Regions from separate parts of the Triticum aestivum genome. Here region 2 is linked to region 1. Evidence: chromatin contacts called from public Hi-C data. All regions are on one chromosome and are shown on one strand. The core of a region is the stretch at or near the end of the contact, and the rest is flanking DNA. Distances in the headings are between cores, read along the strand shown.

Evidence for each region. A called contact is a pair of places that touch in the nucleus more often than the background predicts.
Region 2: a contact with region 1 is called in a Hi-C map of leaf, with 10 times the contacts expected there. The contact joins the promoter of LOC123148742 here to the promoter of LOC123148741 in region 1. A contact is called at or near these places in 2 of 5 Hi-C or Micro-C datasets (both in leaf).

Annotation. Positions count from the first base shown.
Region 1 is chr7A:624,061,854-624,066,801 of IWGSC CS RefSeq v2.1, reverse strand. LOC123148741 (probable xyloglucan endotransglucosylase/hydrolase protein 23) reads left to right here and starts at 3,648. Exons shown (of 3, transcript XM_044568229.1): 1 at 3,648-4,007. The coding sequence starts at 3,732.
Region 2 is chr7A:624,283,643-624,288,735 of IWGSC CS RefSeq v2.1, reverse strand. LOC123148742 (inositol polyphosphate multikinase IPK2) reads left to right here and starts at 2,769. Exons shown (of 2, transcript XM_044568230.1): 1 at 2,769-3,913; 2 at 4,692-5,027. The coding sequence starts at 2,784. The coding sequence ends at 3,872.

The DNA.
Region 1 (4,948 bases), core at 2,399-4,898:
GTCAGCGAGGACGAACCAACTTGTGATTGGATGGTTAGACGGACAGTGATATTCTTAACCCATCAGGTTTCAAGTCATAATGCTCACATTTATCCTTAAATTATGGCGTCTACAGTGACTTTGTAAAATCTCAAAATTATATGGCGACTCAGTCTCTCAGACGTGTTCATAAGAATAGGGTGTGCATATGTGCGTTCATAAGGATGAGTGTATGCGCGTATATATTAGCGTTTGCGTCTGTACAGTGTTAAAAAACATGAGTCAGAGAGGAGAAGAAAGATTCTTAAAAATGGTGAAAATTTCTTTTTTCTAAATCCGGTATAAATGTAGACGCTCATATACACTCACACCTATAAACGCACAACCTATAGGTTAATTCCACACAAAAACTAACAATCTGAACCACACCCGGTTCGCAATATCTTCTTAAATATGAAGACAAAATAATGTACCATTTATGTTTCAATTTTGTTCACACAATTTTGAGACGTGCCATTCTATAGCACAACAAAAGAAGGGCATGTGGTTGACCCACTTGGCTTTCATTCTGGTTTGGCATCAAATAAAAAACCCATACCATTTTGGGAAAATGTTCTGACCTATCACAAAAATGTTGTGTACCAACATTTTCTCTCACCAGTGTCCATGGAATATATTTCGAAAGGAATGCTCATGTGTTTAACCAACATGTTCTTGTATTTTAGAAAAATATTCATGACCTTTAAAAGTGTTTATCTGTGTCAACGACCTGTAATACTTGTTTCAATACCTAAAATTTCTACATATGAAAAGAAAAAATATTAATATATTCCACCATGCATTAAAATTATTATTTCTTTTTAGAACGTCTACTAATACTGAATAATACATGTTAATGAATAGTAATATTTTTCCAGATATATGAATAGTAATATTTTTTATTTCTAGTAAAATTTAAAAAATGCAAATGAAAACAAAAATGATAAATAATTCTTGAAAAAGAAATTAATGATAAAAACTGAAAACTAAAAATAAAATAAGTAGGAAAAACAAAACCAAAACCAAAAGAAGTATTAAGGAAAACACAAAGGTAAAACCGAATGCAAAATAAGAAAGTGGTCCCTCAAAAAATAAACTGACATGAGCCGCAACCCAGCACAGATGGGCATGTGGTCATGCGTATTTTGGACAAGGTTGGGATACGATTTGCAGAATCTAGAGTCCAAAAATTAATTTGTTTGAAAGTTCTATCTTCTCGGCAAACCACATGACATGAGGTATCAGCCTAGCCCATGTTTTTCATGGTCGAATATCATCCCAAAAAAGTGGCTAGCTTTTGTGTCGCTTGTAGCGAGCCATAAACCTAGCTCCCCTACATGTGAGCAGTAAATTCATAAAAAAGTAGTAAATTCAAAAAAAAATGTTTTTAATCAAGATGCTCAAATGCTAGTGTCTACAAAAGTTTGTGGTGAAATGATATCCGAGAAGCTCTCAGAAAAAAGCAAAATTTGAATGTCAAAGAAACTTTGAAAAAGTGCATTGTTAATGCCTGGTTTTGTTTTTTCTTGTTGATAATTCCTTCAATATCAATTTACCATGAAAATATTTCACGCGCCTAGTGCATTAGAGCATCTTAGATGCCAACAAATTTAAGTATTTTTTGAATTGTTATGCATTTTTTATGAGTTTACTATTCATCGTAGCGGATCAACCTGGACTCGGTCGTGGATTACCGATTCTATTAATATTAATTAATCAATAAATAAATAAGTAAATAATGATAATATATTTCAAGAAATACATGGTTACACAATTCAAATGGTTTGTGCAATTTAAAAGTGCTTATAAAGTTCTTAATATTCTTGAGTGTGAAACTTTTGCAAGAATAAAATTAAATATATGACAAAAAAATGTACATATTGTTTTACAAAAACAAATATGTTATTTCCTTAGGGAAATAATAACCATGTTTCTTGAATTGATATTGATGTTTAGAGCATAAGTATTCAAGTGTTCATAAAAATGTTCTAGGATATCTCGAGACTAATATATTTTTGCTAGGGAAAACAAAGAACAAAAATAATAAAATGGGAAATACAACATTGTTGGTGTAATGGCCCGACAATGTAGCCATGTTGGGTAACAAAATTTTGAACACATTACAGACGCGAAGGCTCATACATATGCACATACATTCATTCTTATGAACGAACCCACATGCACGCACAACCTAACAACTGTGAGCGGACATTATATATGGTACATCATCACCATGTCAGACATCTCAATGTTTTGAAACTCCAGTGAAAAGCTTAGCCCCATTTCTCGCAAAACTGGGACAACTGACGCCCGTCATATGCTTTCAAAGCCTTGTTATAGGGTCAACTATAGTGAGTAATCTTGACTCAACGGCTATTGCGTCAAATTGGCGCCACTTTGCACAGGAAGGAGCTCGCCAAAGTTTCCTTGGTGCCTACTCCTTCCGTTTCAAATTACTCATCACAGAAATGGATGTATCTAGACCTAAAATACATCTAAATACATCCATACATGCGATAAGTAATTCAAAACGAAGGAAGTATCATTTAAAGCACATATACGTTATGTTTCGTGATCGTAAGGTTCCTGTCCGAATGGAACCACACGGCGGCGACGCACGAGCTTGATCCAGCTCGTGTCGTGGCGGAGTCATGTGTGGTATGCACATTTAGCAACATCAAAAATATTGAATAAAAAAAATCAAGAACACGGTGCAGTGGCGCAGGCGCGGAGGCGCGCAGCCATGTGAAAGGTGCCGTAGCACCACGCACGCGGGGCCCCCAGCCTACGCTGTTCCCGCGGATCGCCGTCGATGGGCGTCGTCCAGCCCCGAGGAAATATCTGGTACTCTTATCCCTAGGGTGCTCCTGATGCTTCAAAACTTAGTAGCACATTTTTAAATGTTTGAAAAATTCTGAAAAAAATCCATCACATTGACACAACATCAAAGTATGTTGTCATTTTTCTATCTCGAGCAATGTTTCAAATTTTGATTTAAAATTTTTTAACAACATACATTGATGTAGTGTCAATGTGCTCGATTTTTTTTAGAATTTTTTAAATATTTTAAAATGTGCTACCGAGTTTGGAGCACCGGGAGCACCCTAGAGAGGGAGTAGTAGATATTTCCCTGTCCAGCCGCCTACTCCTACACCGCGCACGTAAATGCTTGCCACAGCTCGGTCGACCCAGCCGGGATGCTATTCGCATTCAAATCTCCGAACCAACCGGCCGCGGCCGGCCCGCCGTGATCACATCCCCCGTCCGATGCTTCGTGCCGCGCACTCATCTCAGTCATGCACCCTCCCCGCCGGCCCGTTTTCAGCACGCCACCGTGAAAGATACGAGTAATCATTTGCGCGACTGCCACGTCGTATCGCACAGCAGCCACGTCGGCCGGCTGCCGGAGAGATGAGCCAGCGCGACCCATACAGCCACGGGCACACAGCATGTCCCACTGACCCGATCCCCCGGTGCCGTCGACTCTGTAGCCCCGTCGTGTTGCCGAGACGCGACGTCCCGGCCACACGGCCGTGGCCACATAAACGCGGCGCCCATGCCGGCCCGCCCCGTCCCCGCACCCGCTGGCACTTGGCGAAAGCGCCCACGACGGTGCCCTTAAATTGTTCACGAGCCCCCGTCGCCCCACTCCTCTCGCTTTCTCGCCACATCTCGCCGTCGACCGCCACCCCGTTTCAAAAACCACAGGAGAGATGCCGCGCGGCTCCATCTGTTGGCTGCTGCTGGCCGTGGCGCTGGCGGCGGCCGCCGTGGAGGCCGGCCGGAGCCGGAGCCTGCACCGGGACTTCGACGCCGTGTGGGGGAAGCGCAATGCGCGCTTCTTCGACGACGGCCGGGTGGTGGAGCTGGCGCTGGACCGGGAGACCGGGTCCAGGCTGGAGTCCAAGGACCGGTACCTCTTCGGGCGGTTCGACCTCGACATCAGGCTCGTCGCCGGCGAGTCCGCGGGCACCATCACCTCCTTCTACGTAAGTGTACATGGATCTCTCTGCTGGTCGACTGCATTTTCCTTCTCGTTTCCGCCTGCCTGATTAACCGGCATTGGCCATTTCGTTAACTGGGAGTAGTAAAAAAAAGAGTTGGGCATGTTCAGAGTTCAGACAGCCCAGTTACCCACACGAGTTCGACACTCGTCATTCCTAGGGTGAATTTCGCTTGAGAAAGCAAAGGGTAAAAAATCTCGAGCAGATTAAGGTGAAAATTGTCTTGTTTGGGTCCCCTGCATTTGTCGCTAAAACGTAGTCCCCGGAGGAAACAAGTGTGAATTCAGAAGCTCGCCGATTGGGAGGTTAACTGACGCCCAACTGCAGTGAATTCTGTTCTGGTTGACGCATAAATGTTTGCATAATTGATGAATTCAATTGGGCTTTTGCAATGAATTGGGGCGCCAAGTAGTAGTACCAGTAGGGACACAGATCTGCCGTGCTACACTTAATTGTGTGTACCTACATGTCCTAAAGCCTAAGGATACGACAGAATTTCATGTTCTTTTGAAAAATGTGAGAGCGTCACCATAAAAAAACAGAGAGAGAGAGAGCATCGTCCTCTCCCGGCAGTTAACACATGGTGTACATTGTCTTAATTAAGTCTTGAATTCTATTAAAGAAACATTCATGCTCAACTAGCCGGGTCTGTCTTAGACGTGAATTCCAGTAAGCCCGACTAGACACCATCTGAATACTGTATTCTTCAGGAGATAGAGTCTGGTTCTGCATTATTCAGGCGACAGAATCTGAAACTATTCTGCCGTTTTGAGGAGGGGAAAACAATAATTTTCTCGGGCATAAGTAGTCATGGTGAACTAGCCAGGCTATTCTTAGGCATGAACAGCCAGGTTTGTTCTTACGTGGATTCCACTAAGGCCGACTAAACACTATCTGAATATTGTATGTATTCTTCAGGAGAAGCA
Region 2 (5,093 bases), core at 1,520-4,019, 220 kb before region 1:
TTGGCCGGACTGTTGGACTATGAAGATACAAGATTGAAGACTTCGTCCCGTGTCCGGATGGGACTCTCCTTGGTGTGGAAGGCAAGCTAGGCAATACGGATATGTAGATCTCCTCCCTTGTAACCGACTATGTGTAACCCTAGCACCCTCCGGTGTCTATATAAACTGGAGGGTTTAGTCCGTAGGACAACATACAATCATACTCTTGTAATACTCATATCATCAAGAACAATCAAGCAGGACGTAGGGTATTACCTCCATCAAGAGGGTCCGGACCTGGGTAAACATCGTGTCCCCTACCTCCTGTTACCATCCGCCTTAGACGCACAGTTCGGGACCCCCTACCCGAGATCCGCCGGTTTTGGCACCGACAGTAAGCTTGCTCACTGTAGCACCTCCGCACTCCGCGTGTTCCCCATTGGCTACCTTCGGCTTCACACTAAAGGTCTTGAGCCATAAGCCGAAGTGTGGGGCAATACGGAGAAATGCCTCGCACGTGATGATAAACGTCGAGATGTGGAAGAAAGAATCTGGGGCTAGATCGTGGAAATCTAGTCTGTAGTAAAACATGAGCCCCGGACGAAGGGATGAAGAGCGAATCCTGGCCCTCGCAGGAAATGGAAGATGAATACAACCCTCTCGCTGGATCTGGGAGTATGAATAACCTGTCCTCGAGCAGGAAGCCTGTGGGGGATCTCCGCGGTCAGGTATATGGCCGCACGAAGCTTCGCAATGTCCTCCTCTGTAACAGAGGAAGCCACCCATCGACCCTGGAGGCTGGGTACGGACATGATTGGGCAGCTTGAAGCAATGGAGTCGAACCTCGGGTGCTGTAACTCGAAGTTGGAAGTGCTGAGGAAAGGGTCGGCGTAAAATAAGACGACCCTTGGCTCCTTTACAAAGGCAACGGATATAGAACGCATCCTCCTAAGCCCGAAAACCTGCCTATTCCGAAGGGATCATTCCAATGGAACGGTTGGGTTACCCACGCCCGTATTGATGAGAATCCCACAATAAGGGGACACGATCTCTGGTTCGACAAGACGTGTCAATAAAAACTATGCCTTGAAATGTGGAACGGCGGGACAAGAAACGGTTCGAAATAATGACCGGGCAAGCGTGATGTCACATTACAAAAAGTTGTCGATGGATTGGACTCGTGATATATTATACTCTCTGCGGTTGTGTGGAGTACTTGTGTTGCAGATCCGGACACGTTCATTGCGTCCGAAGACTGTCTTGGAGTATTCGGAAAGGGGAACCCGCCTTGCAATGCCGAAGACAATCTGCGCGCTGGACACCTCGTCATTGAAGCCCGGTTCAGGGACTACTGAGGGAGTCCTGGACTAAGGGGTCCTCAGGCGTCTGGCCTATTAGACATGGGCCAGACTGATGGGCTGTAAAGATACAAAGACCGAACACTCTATCCGTGTCCGGATGGGACTCTCCTTGGCGTCCAAATATGAAGATTCCTTTCTCTGTAACCGACCTTATGTAACCCTAGATCCCTCCGGTGTCTATATAAACCGGAGGGCTAGGTCCGTAGACGGGGATGCTCATAATCATAGTCAGACAGGCCAGACTTTTAGGGTTTAGCCATTACGATCTCGTGATAGATCAACTCTTGTAATACTCATATTCATCAAGATCAATCAAGCAGGAAGTAAGGTATTACCTCCATAGAGAGGGCCCGAACCTGGGTAAACATTGTGTCCCCTGTCTCCTGCTACCATCGACCTTAGACGCATAGTTCGGGACCCCCTACCCGAGATCCGCCGGTTTTGACACCGTCATCGCCGTCGCAACCGTTGGTCTGAGTCGTCACCGCCGCAGGTGCCAATAGCAGAGGAGGGCTTATCCTGGAGCCAAGGGTAAGCAAGTAAATGTGAGAGGGCGGGGGTATATTTCGCGCCATCCCGCCTCCACCTCTCCAGCCATCTCGGTTTGAATCCTCCCTGCACCAGCTTTTGCGCCCGAGTTAGCCTGGTTGCCTGGAAGCTGCCGGTTCAAGCGTTCCTAGTGAGCCAAGCTCTGGGATGCTTTAAGTATCGTGCGAATACGAGTCAACCTACTTGTACGCAACCACACGTGCCATTTTCATCATGCTCGACCCTCGTTGGGCTCTATGCAGCCGACCAAACGCATCCTTAACGAACGCCTTGATTATCTGACATGGCTTAAAACACATCAAAATCTGTGTTCCATAACGAACGACAGGCAGAGCGTTCAGACCGGAATTCTAAAAATCCGACGTCAGATTTACAACGAGATGTTGTGGGGGAGACAAAACCCAGGCCGAGGGACCTAGGCCAGGGCGTTAGGAAAAAAATTCTTCCTTGACTGTAACATGTTGTGCACTGTTTGACACTGCAGTGGCACTATAGCAAGTCTGGGGCCGGGACTTGGGCCAATCCTGGCTGCGCGAGTAAATTGCAAAAACCCGCCATAATCCAGTCAAAGTTATAAATGCTTCATGAAAAAACCACCAGAAAACATGCATTTTGATGGGTGTCGCATAATTATGATGATTTTTTTGTAATCTACTCTGGCTTGGCTCCGCCCCCCGTGAGATGCACGGCCATCCTGTCTCGCCATCGAGATTTACGTGCACATGGTCACACAGTGATCTATCGTGACACAAACGACACGTACACGTGCACCATGATCCACCTCTCTTTCCAAAACTTGAATCTGCAGCGAGGCAGCACGACGAAGAGAGCTGCTGCACATGTCGACGGCGATGCTGGAATGCAGGATCCGGTTCTGCATGTCGACTGCCGCCGATGCGCCAGGATTCTTTGCGGAGGCCGGCACCGCACCCGCCGTGCAACACTTCAAGGAACAAGTCAACTCGCAGCGTAGAGGCAGAGGAAAACATACAAAACAAATCGCACAACACGGCGATTTCCGGCCCCCTTTGCCTCTTGGAGAAAAAGATTTCCAGCTTCGACGCCCTTTATATCCCCGTGGCGGCCTCCCCAACCACCCCACCCGCCGCCCCGCCCCGCATCGTCGGCATCATGTCCGATCTCCGCGCCCCGGAGCACCAGGTCGCCGGCCACCGCGCGGCGCCCGACAAGCTCGGCCCGCTGGTCGACGGCGCCGGCCTCTTCTACAAGCCGCTGCAGGCCCTGGACCGCGGCGAGCAGGAGCTGGCCTTCTACACGGCCTTCTCCGCCCACCCCGACGTGCCGCCCCGCATCCGGGACGCCTTCTTCCCGCGCTTCCACGGCACGCGCCTCCTCCCCACCGCCGCCTCCCCCGGCGAGTCCCACCCGCACCTCATCCTCGACGACATCCTCAAGGGCCTCGCCGCGCCCTCCGTCACCGACATCAAGATCGGCGCCTGCACGTGGCCCCCGCGCGCGCCGGAGCCCTACGTCGAGAAGTGCCTCGCCAAGGACCGCGGCTCCACCAGCGTCCTCCTCGGCTTCCGCGTGTCCGGGGTCATGGTCTCCGACCCCAGCGGCGCCGTCTGGCGGCCCGACAGGTCGGAGCTCAAGGGGACCGACATCCCCGGCGTCCGCCGCATGCTCCGGCGCTACGTGTCGTCGGTCGGCGGCGAGGACTGCGCGCTGGCCGCGGCCGTGTACGGGGGCGAGGGCGGGGTCCTGGCGCAGCTGCGCGAGCTCAAGGCGTGGTTCGAGGTGCAGACGCTGTTCCACTTCTACTCGGCGTCGGTGCTGCTGAGCTACGACGCCAACGCGGTGACCGCGCCCGGCGGCGCGCCGAGGGTCAAGCTGGTGGACTTCGCGCATGTGGTGGAGAGCGAGGGGGTGATCGACCACAACTTCTTGGGCGGCCTCTGCTCCCTCATCAAGTTCATAGACGACATTGTCTCTTCTGACAAGGCGCCTCCGGTTCAGTCTTGAGGAGATCCTGGAGCACTTTGGGAGCTGATACAGTACAAAAGGTAAAATCTACGGCCATTGTTTATTGTTCTTTTCGCTTTGTCAGATCTGCCATTGGTACTAGATACCGAGTGAGTAATCAAAAGAAGGATGTAAAGTAGAGTGACAAAATTGCTCATGGTCTTTAGTAGAGTAGTACATTGTCTTCTCCAACGATGGAAGGAAATTGTAGAAAATGAAGAAAACAAGAATTGATTCTGCTGTCATGGTGGTCACAAAATCGGTGGGATTGCACAAACCTCACAAGAGGATAATCGAATAGAATATTGTCACTTGAACAAAATTAGGATTAAGGATGCCACGAAGACATTGCAACTAAAGAATTGGTTCTGCATCTAGAGAAGAGGTAGTTTGCGGTGAATAGAAATGAAGCAAAATTGGGCTTGGACACGAACACTTTTTCCCCAATAAATTGTTATATACTACTCTCAAGTTAGTACAAAGTCGAAACACTTCTTTTAGAACGGAGGTAACAAGCTTCAAGTTGATACCGGTTACTTCTGCCGTTTACAAGATCACACTGTCACGAACAGTATGCTCAACCAATTTTGGATCCTCAAACCAAACAGCTCAAGAAGTTATTCGCCCTTTTGCTACACTGCTCTGTTATTTTGCCACGACACACGACTATAAAGAATATGTTCGGATGTTGGTTGGTGGGTTCTTCATCCTAGCCTCGAAGCACAAATCCACATAGCAATATGACCTTTAATATGGGAATATTAAACTGCCAAAAATGATTCTATTTTTAATCTAACGGAAGTTTCAAAATATTTGCAGGTAATATATCCAGTCACTAGTTGGATTCTTCCATGATCCTTCAGCTTGCAGAGGTGTGGAAAGTGCACGGCTTTGGGGGATGGTCGCTTAGGCTATGTTCAACCATTTTCGATGGGGGTTCAGTAATAAGATTGTAGAAACACGGGTCTCTTCTGTATCTTATTTGTTCTCGGTTTTGCTAGCCCTTGTGCTTTTTTGCCTTTTGTGGCCCTTGTTTGCTTACATTGAGTGTTGAAATCGTTGAGGTAATATAATGACTGTATGTAGAGGGCTGAGGTTTTTCTCTCCCTTTCCGAAAGAAACGGCACTGATGCTTTGAAGGTGCAATTATTCTTAGCTCTTGCAGACATCTTTACGCCTGCACTGATGCTTTGGAAGCAGAACTGGTAGCTATAGAAGAGG